Linked DNA regions of Sus scrofa: all the other regions are linked to region 1. The links are chromatin contacts, called in public HiChIP or PLAC-seq maps. All regions are on one chromosome and are shown on one strand. The core of a region is the stretch at or near the end of the contact, and the rest is flanking DNA. Distances in the headings are between cores, read along the strand shown.

Region 1 (3,620 bases), core at 634-3,133:
TGGATGTGGATGGCTCCACTCCCACTTTTTTTAGTGACTGAAAGCTCTCTAGGGTCTTCAGCCACCTGCATGTAGAAGTTCTGCTGTGTTTGTAAAAGCAAAACAGAATAAACAAACATATATGCAAACAAAAAATAAGAATGATAATTTGGGCTTCTCCTCTCAACCTTGGCTAAATTGGAGCCGGCCTACAGATAATGGGGGGGTGGGAGGTTTGGGGGGCATTCTGCTATGAGAGAGCCCCTAGGTTGAATTATCTCTTCAATAAAACACCATCTTCTCTGACCTGCCTTTGGAAGAAGTGGATGAGCATCTAAGATCCCAGCTGTGATGGAATCTAGGAGGCCCTTGGTAGCTGCTGAGGAAAGATGCTTCTCTACAACTTTGAATTCCAACTTCCCTTTGCAGAAGGTAAAGATGACTTTCACATTGTTGGAGACATTAGTCACAGATGAATTAGTCACAGTTTAACCCCACCCACCCACCCCACACATTTCTACCCTATATTCTTATTGTGATCTGGTGAATCTTAGAAGTGACAAATGAAATCAAGAGCTCCAGGTAGCATTTCCTCCTTGGTGAAGGGGTTTGTTTTGTTCCAGGTTTTTGTCTCCATGCTTCTCAGACAAAAGACTTATAAAAGATCCCCTTGAAATGGTGAAGCTCTACAAGCTCATTTTAATGATAGAAGTTATTTCATGCCTTGTTTAACTTTTAAAATTATTTTCAATATCTCCTTTTCCAGATTTCTTAGGTCTCAGAGAGAAAATTAAATGAAGTTCAATGGATTCAAGGCAAATCGAGCAGTCTGAAGTCACCTGGTAACGCAATGGTTCCCCACGAAGCAGGCAGCTGTCTCCCACATCACACCTCCTAGGCTGGTCAGTTCGGCATCACATTTGTTCTGCAGAGTAAAGCTCTGGCATAGGCTCTGGCTGCCTCAGGTCAGCTGAATATTCACAGCAGCCACCCTTTCCTGATGTCTTTCTGCCTTCCCAGCATATACCATGGCCTAAAAAATCCCTATCCCTATGTGAAGAAGCGGGTCTTTCTTTTAGGTCCTAACAGGAAGGAGCTGTACACTAAACAGTGACAACATGAATGGCATCCTGGTAGAAGGACTCTTCTTTTCCCTGTCTCCTCTAGCCACTGACCCAGACCTCCTGGAGGCCATACCATGATGCTTGAGTAGGAAAAAGAAAACTCAGGTCCATAACCCTAGACTTGGATGTTCAAATCATGGCAAACGAGGGGAGAAAAGACTGAGGGGACCAACAGGGGCAAATCCAGAATGTTGAGATCTCATTTATTTTCACCGTTTAGGGAACTTGTTGATTAGTATCCTTTTCCCTCTCTGATTTCAAAATAATAAGTAATTCTTAACTTTTAGGGAGGAAATCTGCAGCAGCAAGAGGAGTAAGATCACAGGATGAGTAAGGAAGAGGGTGCATGTGTTCTCTTCCTAGATCCTGTCCCCTGACACTCCCAGCTCTCCGAATACACACACACACACACACACACACACACACACACACACACACACAGTCAGTGTTTCATCCAGTGTAAAAATAGCTGTCCAGGTTCTGTCATTCATCCCTAAACAGTAATAAAGGGCGGGCCTCCCAGCAGTGCCTGCTGCCCTTTAGTAGCTTATTCTATCAGGTGACGCCTCACACCTCCCATTCCCCACCCCAAGTTGGCTGAATGTCCCCGGTGACCTTACACGTTTTTATTTTACTCAGCAGCTTGGTTTTTAAGCGGAAAATCCTCTGGCTTTCTGAGTTGAGTCGGCCGCACCGCGGCCTCCCCTCCTCCACACTCCAGGCAGCAGTGCCAGGAGAGCGTTTCCATCTGTGTTGGGAAAGAACGGCCTCTCTGTGCTGCCCAGCACGTCCAGCGTGAGGGCGCGGAGGCCGGAACACGCTCTTCCGCACGGGAACAGCTTTCCGAGGGCCTTGGAGGAGGCTCTGGCCTTGCCTAACGAGGGCCAGGCGCCACCCCCCCGTGGGCCCCGGCTCAGTCCTAGCAGGATCACCCCATCCCTACCCGGGGCACTGATTTCCCCCCCACCCCGGCGCGGAAGGAGTGCCTGCGGTCCCGCTGCTAGGGTTTGCGCATGCGCGAAGGGTCGCGTTCCTCCAGGCTCCTCACGCGGTTGGTCGCCTGCGGCCTCAGAGGGGCGGGGGTGCCCGCAAAGAGCCCAGCACGGTTGGTCCCCGCTGTCCGTCCAGGATCCTGGCAGCGTGTTGAGGACACTGCAGCATTGGAAGAGAGCCAAAGAATGCTAAAGGTTCCTTAGAGGACGTTTGCTCCATGCCTCCATTTTACAGATGAGGCCATTGAGTTCCCAGGAGGTGTTGGGAAACACCTAAAGCTGCATTTCTGGGCTCTACCAGCTGGAACCAAACCTGGCTCTTAGTGGCATGATTTAGGCACTTTTTCAGTGAGCATTTATCAGGTGCCTGGATGTACACTGTGTACTAAATATATGTATGGTATGGGAGATAACCACAAATACATCAGAAGCATTGTAACTGTGGCCACTCCAGAATTGGGCTTACAGTGACACAGACCTGGGTTTGATTTGATGATTTGCAGGAACCCGCTACTGGCTGGATGGACTTCTGAAGCAATTAACCTCTCTAAGTCCCAGTTTCCTCGTCTGTAAAGCGGTAATTTAAAAAAGAAAAAGAAAAAAAAAAAAATAGGACATACTTGCTAGGGTCCCAGGACTTAGATAAAGTGCACATGGCTTAAAACAAAATCTGCACCTGGAAGTCTCTCAAACAAATATTCATGCAATGCTTTGAGAAGTCAAAAGCGCTGGGCGCACAGGCGTTCACGAGACAATCACGTACTCATTTCCAGACAGATGTTGGGCAGCACTAGAGCGAAGGTACTTTACCGCGCTCAGGGACATTCACACAGGGTTACATGACCTGGCAAGACAGGGAAAGGCGGAAATGGCCTCTGTTTATCTTTCCTCCTGCTGCCGGTCCTTCCCCCTCCCTCCCCTCAGAACTCTCACTGTGACTCATGGTGGCTGCAGAGATATGTCTGGGCCTCTTATCAGGGTAAAATGTGTTCTGCGAGGTGGTGCAGTTTATGTTTGAAGTTCTGCTTTATCACATGGGCCTCTCTCCTCTTTTCCTAGGCGGGACAAGCCCAAGAAGGAGCAATTGGGTTAAGCGGATAAGAAGGAATAATGGTTAAACGCCTAAGGTGTCAGATTGGAGTAGTCTGGAATCATAGATATTGAAGACCATCTGGTACAATGATGGCCCCTCCTGTTAAGGAAGAAGGGGTAAAAAAAAAAAAAAAAGCTGTGAAAGGTAACTTTTAGATTCAAGTTAGATCCCTGGTTTTCTGTGCCCCATAATTTATTCACCCATTCATACACACTGCTTTGGGGGCAGGGGATCCATTCTAACTGCCAGGTATAGGGACTGCCTCAGTAAGCAGGGAAAAGGGAGAGGAAAATGGGAATTCAGGACTCCCAGTTTCTTTGTACAGCTTCACAGATGGCAATACCATTTACTGTGATAGCAAGTGGAGGAGAAGAAACTGACCTGAGGAAGATGGTATGTTTTGAATATATTTTTTATGTAACTTTGGAACTT
Region 2 (3,620 bases), core at 416-2,915, 630 kb before region 1:
TATTTCCTGCAGTTCCTTTGTGACTCAGAAGGTTAACGATCTGGCATTGTCACTGCTGTAGCTCTGGTTTGATCCTTGTCCCAGGAACTTCTGCATGCTGCATGCATGGCCAAAAGAAAAAAGAAAAAAAGAAAAGAAAAAGTGTTTCCTTCATGTACAATATTACAAATGTAATTATGAATAACGTGCAGATATTTATTTTTTCTAGGAACATGGGTGACATTTGGAGGTCAGATTTCAGATGAGGTAAGTTACTTTTGGCTTTCATTATGCTGATTAGAGAAAATGCAGAGTGAACAGTACAATAGGAGTACTCTTCCTGAGATTCTGGCATTTTGCAAGGATAATGTTTTAATCAAAAGAAATGGTTAAGATTGACTCAAAGATTATTTTCCATTTTATCTTGCTTCTCGTATTTTTCACATTAAGACTATTAATAACCCTTGAAGCTGTCAATCTATTATATGTTCAGGCTCAGTAACTAGAGAACAAGCCAGTTGGAACTAATAGTTAGTCACTTTACAAAACGTTTTTATTACTGGTATGTGTGTTTTATATTCACCGAGTGTGACTAACTGGTCCCAGTTTGCATGGACTTTCCTGTTTTAGGATCTCTCAGTCCAGGGCAAACTGGGACAATTGATCATTCTGGCTTGGGCAAGTTAATCCATCCTCTCTAGTCCTCAGTTTCTCATATTCAAAATGGGATGATAGTGTTGACCTTGAAGGTCTGCTGAAAAAATTAACCATGATAACATGCATGTCAAACATCTCTATAACATTCTGACTAGTAGGTAGCAGACACTCAATACATGGGACCCATAACACTGCATTTACTACAAAACTCCTTCAAATCTTTATTTACACATTCAGAACAGTGTTTACCAAAGTGATATTCTTACCATTACCTGTAATTATTACCTTCATGGCATAAGTGAGCTTTGGAGGCATTGAGTACCAACAGCTCCCCTAAAGAAACCCCCTCTGGTCCCTCTAAGCCTTGCTCGCCTTCCTTGACACCACTGAGGAGTCAGGGAAAGTTATCTGAGTGGATACATTCAGTGAGATCCGGCTCACTCTGCATTAACTTAGGTTTGCTAACATTTACATTTACCAACAGTTGCCACATCAGTAAAATGCAGATGATGGCCCCTGAGATCAGTGAACTGATGCCTCTGAAGGGCTTGGCCCTGTGCCTGACCCAGGTCCAGCCCTTTATAAAGGTAGTTCTTACTATCATTCCTAAGGAGATACTTAGGGAAATAACATAGCCCACAAGGTTACCATTATTTAATATGTCTAGGGGGAAGAGCCTTATCTGCATATTCCTATCTGTCTAGGTCACCACAGAGAGCTTGCCACAGAGGAGACCTTGGCAAGCAGACCTGCAATGGAAATTAGCATGCAGAACAGTTACTAGGATTGGGTCATGATGCAGTCTCAGCAATGATCTCAGCTGACCCTGTGGGAGCTCCAAAGCTGAGATGGCCCTGAAGAGTTGTGCCAGGTTGGGGCAAGAGGAGTGAGCATTTATATCCCTTGTGTGAGCAATTTTTGGATAGAGGCTGCCCTGGGAAGCAGGTCTGACCTTGGGTTAGGTGATTCACTCTAGCCAAGTGCCTTCTCATCGCAGCATTCCTTGCAACTAGGGGAATAATCCCTGAGTTCTGAAGGAGGAGAGGCTGACCATGCCAGGGTCCAGTCCAGGACCTCTGACTAGCATCAGGACAACTCATGGAGGAGGCATAGAGGCAAGTCCCTAGATATCGAAGCAATAGCTGCAGACTTTAATCAGATGCCAAACAAGTGACAAGGAAGGCAGGATATCTACAATTAATAATCCCCTGTATCCAGAACATGCACAAAATTTTACTGCTTAGTATGGTGCTTGGAGGGGAAAATGATAAAAGTATCTTCCCTTTGGAGCAGTGGGGTCAACTATAAACATATAATTTCCTACTTCATCTTTGCTTTCTCCTCTGCTGTAGTGAGCCCAACTTGCCAAGGTCATAGTATGAAGGGCTGGCCTCTGAAACAAATCCTTTCAAAATTACAATTCTAAAAACCACACAGTAAATCTGTTGTGAATGACTGCAGAGGTTCCTACCTTGGATACAGACCAGACAAAGAGCTATTGTCTTTCCAGAGAGCAACTGTGGCTTCCCCCTCAGGGCCAGGCAGAGAGATTGCCAGCAAGAAGGAAGGGAGGCACAGCCAGACCACAGTCACACCCGTGGCTGAATTGATGGAGCTCAACTATTTCCAGGAGGCAGTACAGGCCAATAGCAATAAATTCACCTCCCTAGATTTTCCTGCTCACACTCTGGCTTCAGATGATCTCTGAAGGTCATATTAGAACAAAGAAGATACTAATACATGATCCTGGGATGACCACACACAGTAATGTGCTGAGTGCTGCCTTGGGAGGTAGTGATGTCCTTGATACTGGGAGAGTTCAATCATTTATTGAATAGCCACTTGGCAGGAATATTATCAAAAGGATTCAAATTCAAAATTAGAGGATTCTGTGAGGTACCTCCCAAAGATGACTTGGCTTCATCATAAAACCAAGGTAGACATTATCCACATGAATTATAGTATTTTAAAATGATGTTAAGAGTGTATTTCCATCTTATAGCACTTAATTTTCGGAGTTTTATATATGTTTGTGTTTTCTTTTTTTTCTGTTTGTCTTTTTCTTTTTTCTTTTTTTTTTTTTTTTTTTTTTTTTTGTCTTTTGTCTTTTGTCTTTTTAGGGCTGCACCTGCGGCATATGGAAGTTCCCAGGCTAGGGGTCTAATTGGAGCTATTGCTGCCAGCCTACGCCAGAGCCACAGCAATGCCAGATCCGAGGCACATCTGCAACCTATACCACAGCCCACGGCTCATGGCAACACTAGATCCTTAACCCACTGAGCAAGGCCAGGGATTGAACCCACAACCTCATGGTTCCTAGTCAGATTTGTTTCTGCTGTGCCAAGACAAGAACTCCTATTCATGTTTTCTCATCTGTGAGGTAGACATCCTTCAATTGCAAGTAACAATAAATCCAACTCAAATTGGTTAAGTCAATAAAGGAAGAAATTATTTTTACTTTCAAATTAGTAGTGCATAGGTAGAGCAAGTTTTAGGATGACTCAGTCAGAGCCTCCACTCCACTTACTGGTGATTCTCCAGACCTTGTGTTCCCTTGTATGTCAACTTCATCCTCAGTAAGATAGCTATAGATAGCTTAGATCTCAATTAGAATAATAACTCCAGGGAAAGAATTTGGCTTCCAGAAAGTCTGCAAGAAGAACAAGGAAAAATGTTCCCAGAAGACCTCAGTCAATCTCTCCTCACATCCCATTGGCCCAGATGTGTCACATGACCTTCCCTGAACCACAGTAAGGCCCATCAGGCATCCCTTGAAAGAGAATGAGGTCAGCTTCCCCTGTGACCTATGGGTGTCCCGAGGGACCTGAACAGAATCATCCTTATTTTGTAGCTGAAGAAACTGAAATATAGGTCAAATGATTTGCCCACATTTATTTGTCTAGTATGTGGTACATTCAGGGCCAGCACTGGTCCTCTGACTTAGTTCAGTGATTTCTTTTAATTATTCCACACTTGGGTCTTCA
Region 3 (3,620 bases), core at 453-2,952, 560 kb before region 1:
TGAGTTTTGTTCTACATGTAGCAAATTCTTTGGAGGGTTTTAAGAGGAGGGACATGCTGTTATTTTAATTTTTAAAGATTGCTCTCACTGCTGTGTGAAAAGCAGAATGAAAAGGCAAGGATGGATTGTCCAGGTAACAGGTGTTGGCTGGACTAGCAAGGATGGTGGCTTTGTAGGTAAAGTAGGATTCTGTAGGCTTTGGAAAGAGAGACTGGACTTTTGGATGCCTTGGCAAGAAGAGGGATGAGCTGAGGATTCCTGTCATGCTAATAGAGTGATCACTGACATCCAAAGGGGGAGCTAATATTGCTGGAATGGTTGAAAAAAGAGAGAGAGAGAGGCAGCTCCTGGACTGTGGGAGTACTGTAGGTAGCTAAAGATACATTTCAGTGGAAAAATGAGTCAGTCATCTCCCCAGAGCATTTCCTCCCAGCAGGGCTCTGGCTGGTAGCAGGACGGGCTTCTATGCTCGGGCTTCCATGCTCAATGCACAAGAGAAAAGGATGTTGTCTTAGCAAGAAGCTGCTACCAGGACAGCTTACCATATCCTCTCCCTTTCTACTCCCACCTCTGGCCAGCCCAGCACCAAAGGTTCTGCCCTCAGTCAGCTGTGACTGGGCCCCTTGATATAGTGAGGCTACTAGATTGGGGCCGCTGGGGACTCCCAGCAGATAGAAAGCATGCAGTGCCAGCAGTTATAAGGAAATTTCTAATGGGCAAAGGCAGGCAGCTGCTTCTTTGAATGTACCTAAGGTGAGCATAAACTGGAGAGGTTTTGCTAAGCATCAGCAGACAGGAGAAACAGGAAAGAAGCCACAGCTGCAGGCAGTCCCGTCAGCAGCTCAGGTCCCCAACCTCCAGCCTCAAAGCCCTTGTGAGGTTCCCCACCAGCTACTCAGGGAAGTCCGACTCCTCAGCACTCAGGCCCTTCCCATCCAGGGCTCATCACCCCTCCCTCACCTCCTCTGGGATCCTAATCCCCAGAATAGTGGTCCTCCCCCTGCGGAGTGTCCACCACCCTAGCCTGGAAAAATCCTGGTCCATCCCCAAGGCCCAGCTCAAAGTGACTCAGTCCTGGAAGGACTTCCCTGACACCTGCCAGCCCGTGACACTTGCCAGACCTCCCTCACTCCCCAATTATTGCACTCAGGGTAACACCTTGGTTGCAAAACTGCTAGCTCGTGGGATGTTTGTGTGATCTCTAGTAGATGAAAATGTTTTCAAACAGTTGCCAACATTTAAAAAAAAATGGGCAGCAACTTCACATAAAATTCTGGATGTTATGGCTTTTCTTGAATATTTAAGTCTTGCAACACTATATATACATGTATATATTTCATGTTTTATTCAAGTACTTTATGGTTTCATTTTTCTAATGTTTAGATCTCTTTTCTTATTGGTGTAATGAATGAAGAATGTTTTTTCCTCACATGGCTAACCCACTATATTTTAGACCCAAAATTTCCAACAAATCCAGTTTCTAGATTTGGGTCTCATTGCTGCAGTCTCACTTTAGCACAGTAGTTTAGATCTCTGATGCTCCAGAGCTGGTGGGAAACCAAACTCTCTTCTAGGAGAGGAAAGCGTTACCAGAACCAGTGAGGAAGTCCTACACTATTCCACCAAACTCTAAGGCTTCTGAGGAGAGCACTGAGTGGAGACAAGGTCACTCTGGCCAACATGACTGCAGGCAGAGGAAGGGTGAGGCTCAAACCTCAGCATCAGTCATCAGGAATGTATTTCACCACGGTCTCCACAGAGGGTCAGACTATTCCTGAAAGAAAGTCTGCCTTTGTTCCTTGTCCTAGTGTAACACATGCCCTTGGCCTATTTCTTGCAATAAATACTAGCTAGCCCTAGATGATCTCACCCTTTCCTAGGGCTTCAATTAGCATGACGGTGCAGATAACTCCTAAACTCTCAACTCCAGTCCTTTGCTACCACTAAGGTCCACAGCTGCCCTTCTGGCTGCCTACGAGTCACTTCTTTTTTTTTTTTTTGTCTTTTTAGGGCCACACTTGTAAGTTCCCTGGCTAGGGGTCGAATTGGAGCCATAGCTGTGGGCCTACGCCACAGCCACAGCAATGCTATATCTGAGCCACGTCTTCGACCTACATCACAGCTTGAGGCAACACCAGATCTTTAACCCACTGAACAAGGCCAGAGGTCAAACCTGAGTCCTCACGGATACTAGTCAGGTTCATTACCCCTGAGCCACGATGGGAACTCCTACCAGTCACTTCTACGTGAGATCCCATAGGCACCTTCACTTCAACACATCCTACTCCAAACTTCTTGTGCTCCAGACTTCTGTGGATCCTGTATCAGTATCTTCCTAGTCACCCAGTCTTTAAGTTGCCATCAGCCTCCAAAATGTCTCTCCAAGTCACTCTCCTTTTCTACTCCACTGCTAACTGTCTAGGTAATGCTTATTGTCTCTGGCTGGGACTGCAATTAATTTCTAACATCTGTGTCCCCTTTCAATCTCCTTCCAACTCATCCTTCAAAATACCTCTAGGTGTCTAATGGGGTCACTCACAGCTGAGAAGTCCTCTGAAATTCCCACTGCCTACAGCATTAAGCCCCAACTCCAAAAAATGGAATTCGAGGCCTTCCACTCTTTACCGGAATTTCTTTTTTCCATATTCCCACCATCCCCACACTTCATTCATTCACTCTACACTTCTATCACTCCATTTCACAGACTCCACTTTTTCACGCTATTCTCTCTACCTGGTATTCCTGTTAATCCCTCACAAGGATTCTAACTGATTCTCTCCTTATCTTTGGACCCCTGCTGTTCACAGGTGGCTATTAAGTGCACATAAGGCAGCCAATCCAAATGGAGATGTGCTCTTAGTGTCAAATGTACACCTGATTTGAAAGACTTAGTACTTTAAAACATGTAAAGCATCTTTTTTTTTTTTTTTTTTTTTTTTTGTCTTTTGCAATTTCTTGGGCTGCTCCCGCGGCATATGGAGGTTCCCAGGCTAGGGGTCCAATTGGAGCTGTAGCCACCGGCCTACACCAGAGCCACAGCAACGTGGGATCCGAGCCATGTTTGCAACCTACACCACAGCTCACGGCAACGCCAACCCACTGAGCAAGGGCAGGGACCAAACCCACAACCTCCTGGTGCCTAGTCAGATTCGTTAACCACTGCGCCACGACGGTAACTCCTAAAGCATCTTAATATTCTATACTGACTACATGCTGAAATGATGTTCTGATACAGTAGAGTAAAACATGTATTAATTTCACCTGCTTCTTTCCCCTTTTATTACTGTGGCCGCTAGAAAATCTAAAATTACACATATGGCTCTCATTTTTCCTATTGCTCTAGTTATTCTATATTTCTGTCTTCATTTACTGTCAACCAGTAGCTATGAGCACCTACTATGAGCCACTCTTTCAGGCTCTGGAGATGCTGTGTGAACAAAACAAGGCCCCTGACCTCAAGGAGCTTTCAGGCTGCTGGGGAACTAGCATTCTAGTGGTGGCTTATAAATGTATACAAATCTAGACGACTTTGCTTAATATTGAGCACAAAAAGCAAGTATCAAGTACTAACCACATCCTTTGTATATCTCATGCTCCCAGGTTCTCCCAAAGATGACATC

What was found. HiChIP or PLAC-seq counts read pairs in DNA pulled down with a chosen protein or histone mark.
Region 2: a contact with region 1 is called in an H3K27ac HiChIP or PLAC-seq map of skeletal muscle. The contact joins two enhancer-like sites. A contact is called at or near these places in 1 of 47 Hi-C or Micro-C datasets (embryonic fibroblasts) and 1 of 2 datasets of contacts at active chromatin or transcription factors (skeletal muscle).
Region 3: an H3K27ac HiChIP or PLAC-seq map of skeletal muscle shows a contact between it and region 1. The contact joins two enhancer-like sites. A contact is called at or near these places in 4 of 47 Hi-C or Micro-C datasets (embryonic fibroblasts and liver) and 2 of 2 datasets of contacts at active chromatin or transcription factors (alveolar macrophages and skeletal muscle).

What each region holds. Positions count from the first base shown.
Region 1 is chr13:96,926,933-96,930,552 of Sscrofa11.1, forward strand. No RefSeq gene overlaps it. Among named protein-coding and RNA genes, the nearest start is that of CCNL1, 76 kb to the right of the region's middle. Within about 2 kb of position 1,884, at least 46 of the 83 cell types and tissues checked have an H3K27ac peak or open chromatin away from gene starts, as enhancers often do. A contact at or near this core is called in skeletal muscle, where this site is marked.
Region 2 is chr13:96,293,261-96,296,880 of Sscrofa11.1, forward strand. It overlaps KCNAB1 (potassium voltage-gated channel, shaker-related subfamily, beta member 1), which reads left to right. Exons shown (of 15, transcript NM_001105294.1): 4 at 209-246. Among named protein-coding and RNA genes, the nearest start is that of SSR3, 95 kb to the right of the region's middle. Within about 2 kb of position 1,666, at least 6 of the 83 cell types and tissues checked have an H3K27ac peak or open chromatin away from gene starts, as enhancers often do. A contact at or near this core is called in skeletal muscle, where this site is marked.
Region 3 is chr13:96,367,274-96,370,893 of Sscrofa11.1, forward strand. It overlaps KCNAB1 (potassium voltage-gated channel, shaker-related subfamily, beta member 1), which reads left to right. Exons shown (of 15, transcript NM_001105294.1): 15 at 3,601-3,620. It also overlaps a transcript of SSR3 not described here. Among named protein-coding and RNA genes, the nearest start is that of SSR3, 21 kb to the right of the region's middle. Within about 2 kb of position 1,703, at least 15 of the 83 cell types and tissues checked have an H3K27ac peak or open chromatin away from gene starts, as enhancers often do. A contact at or near this core is called in skeletal muscle, where this site is marked.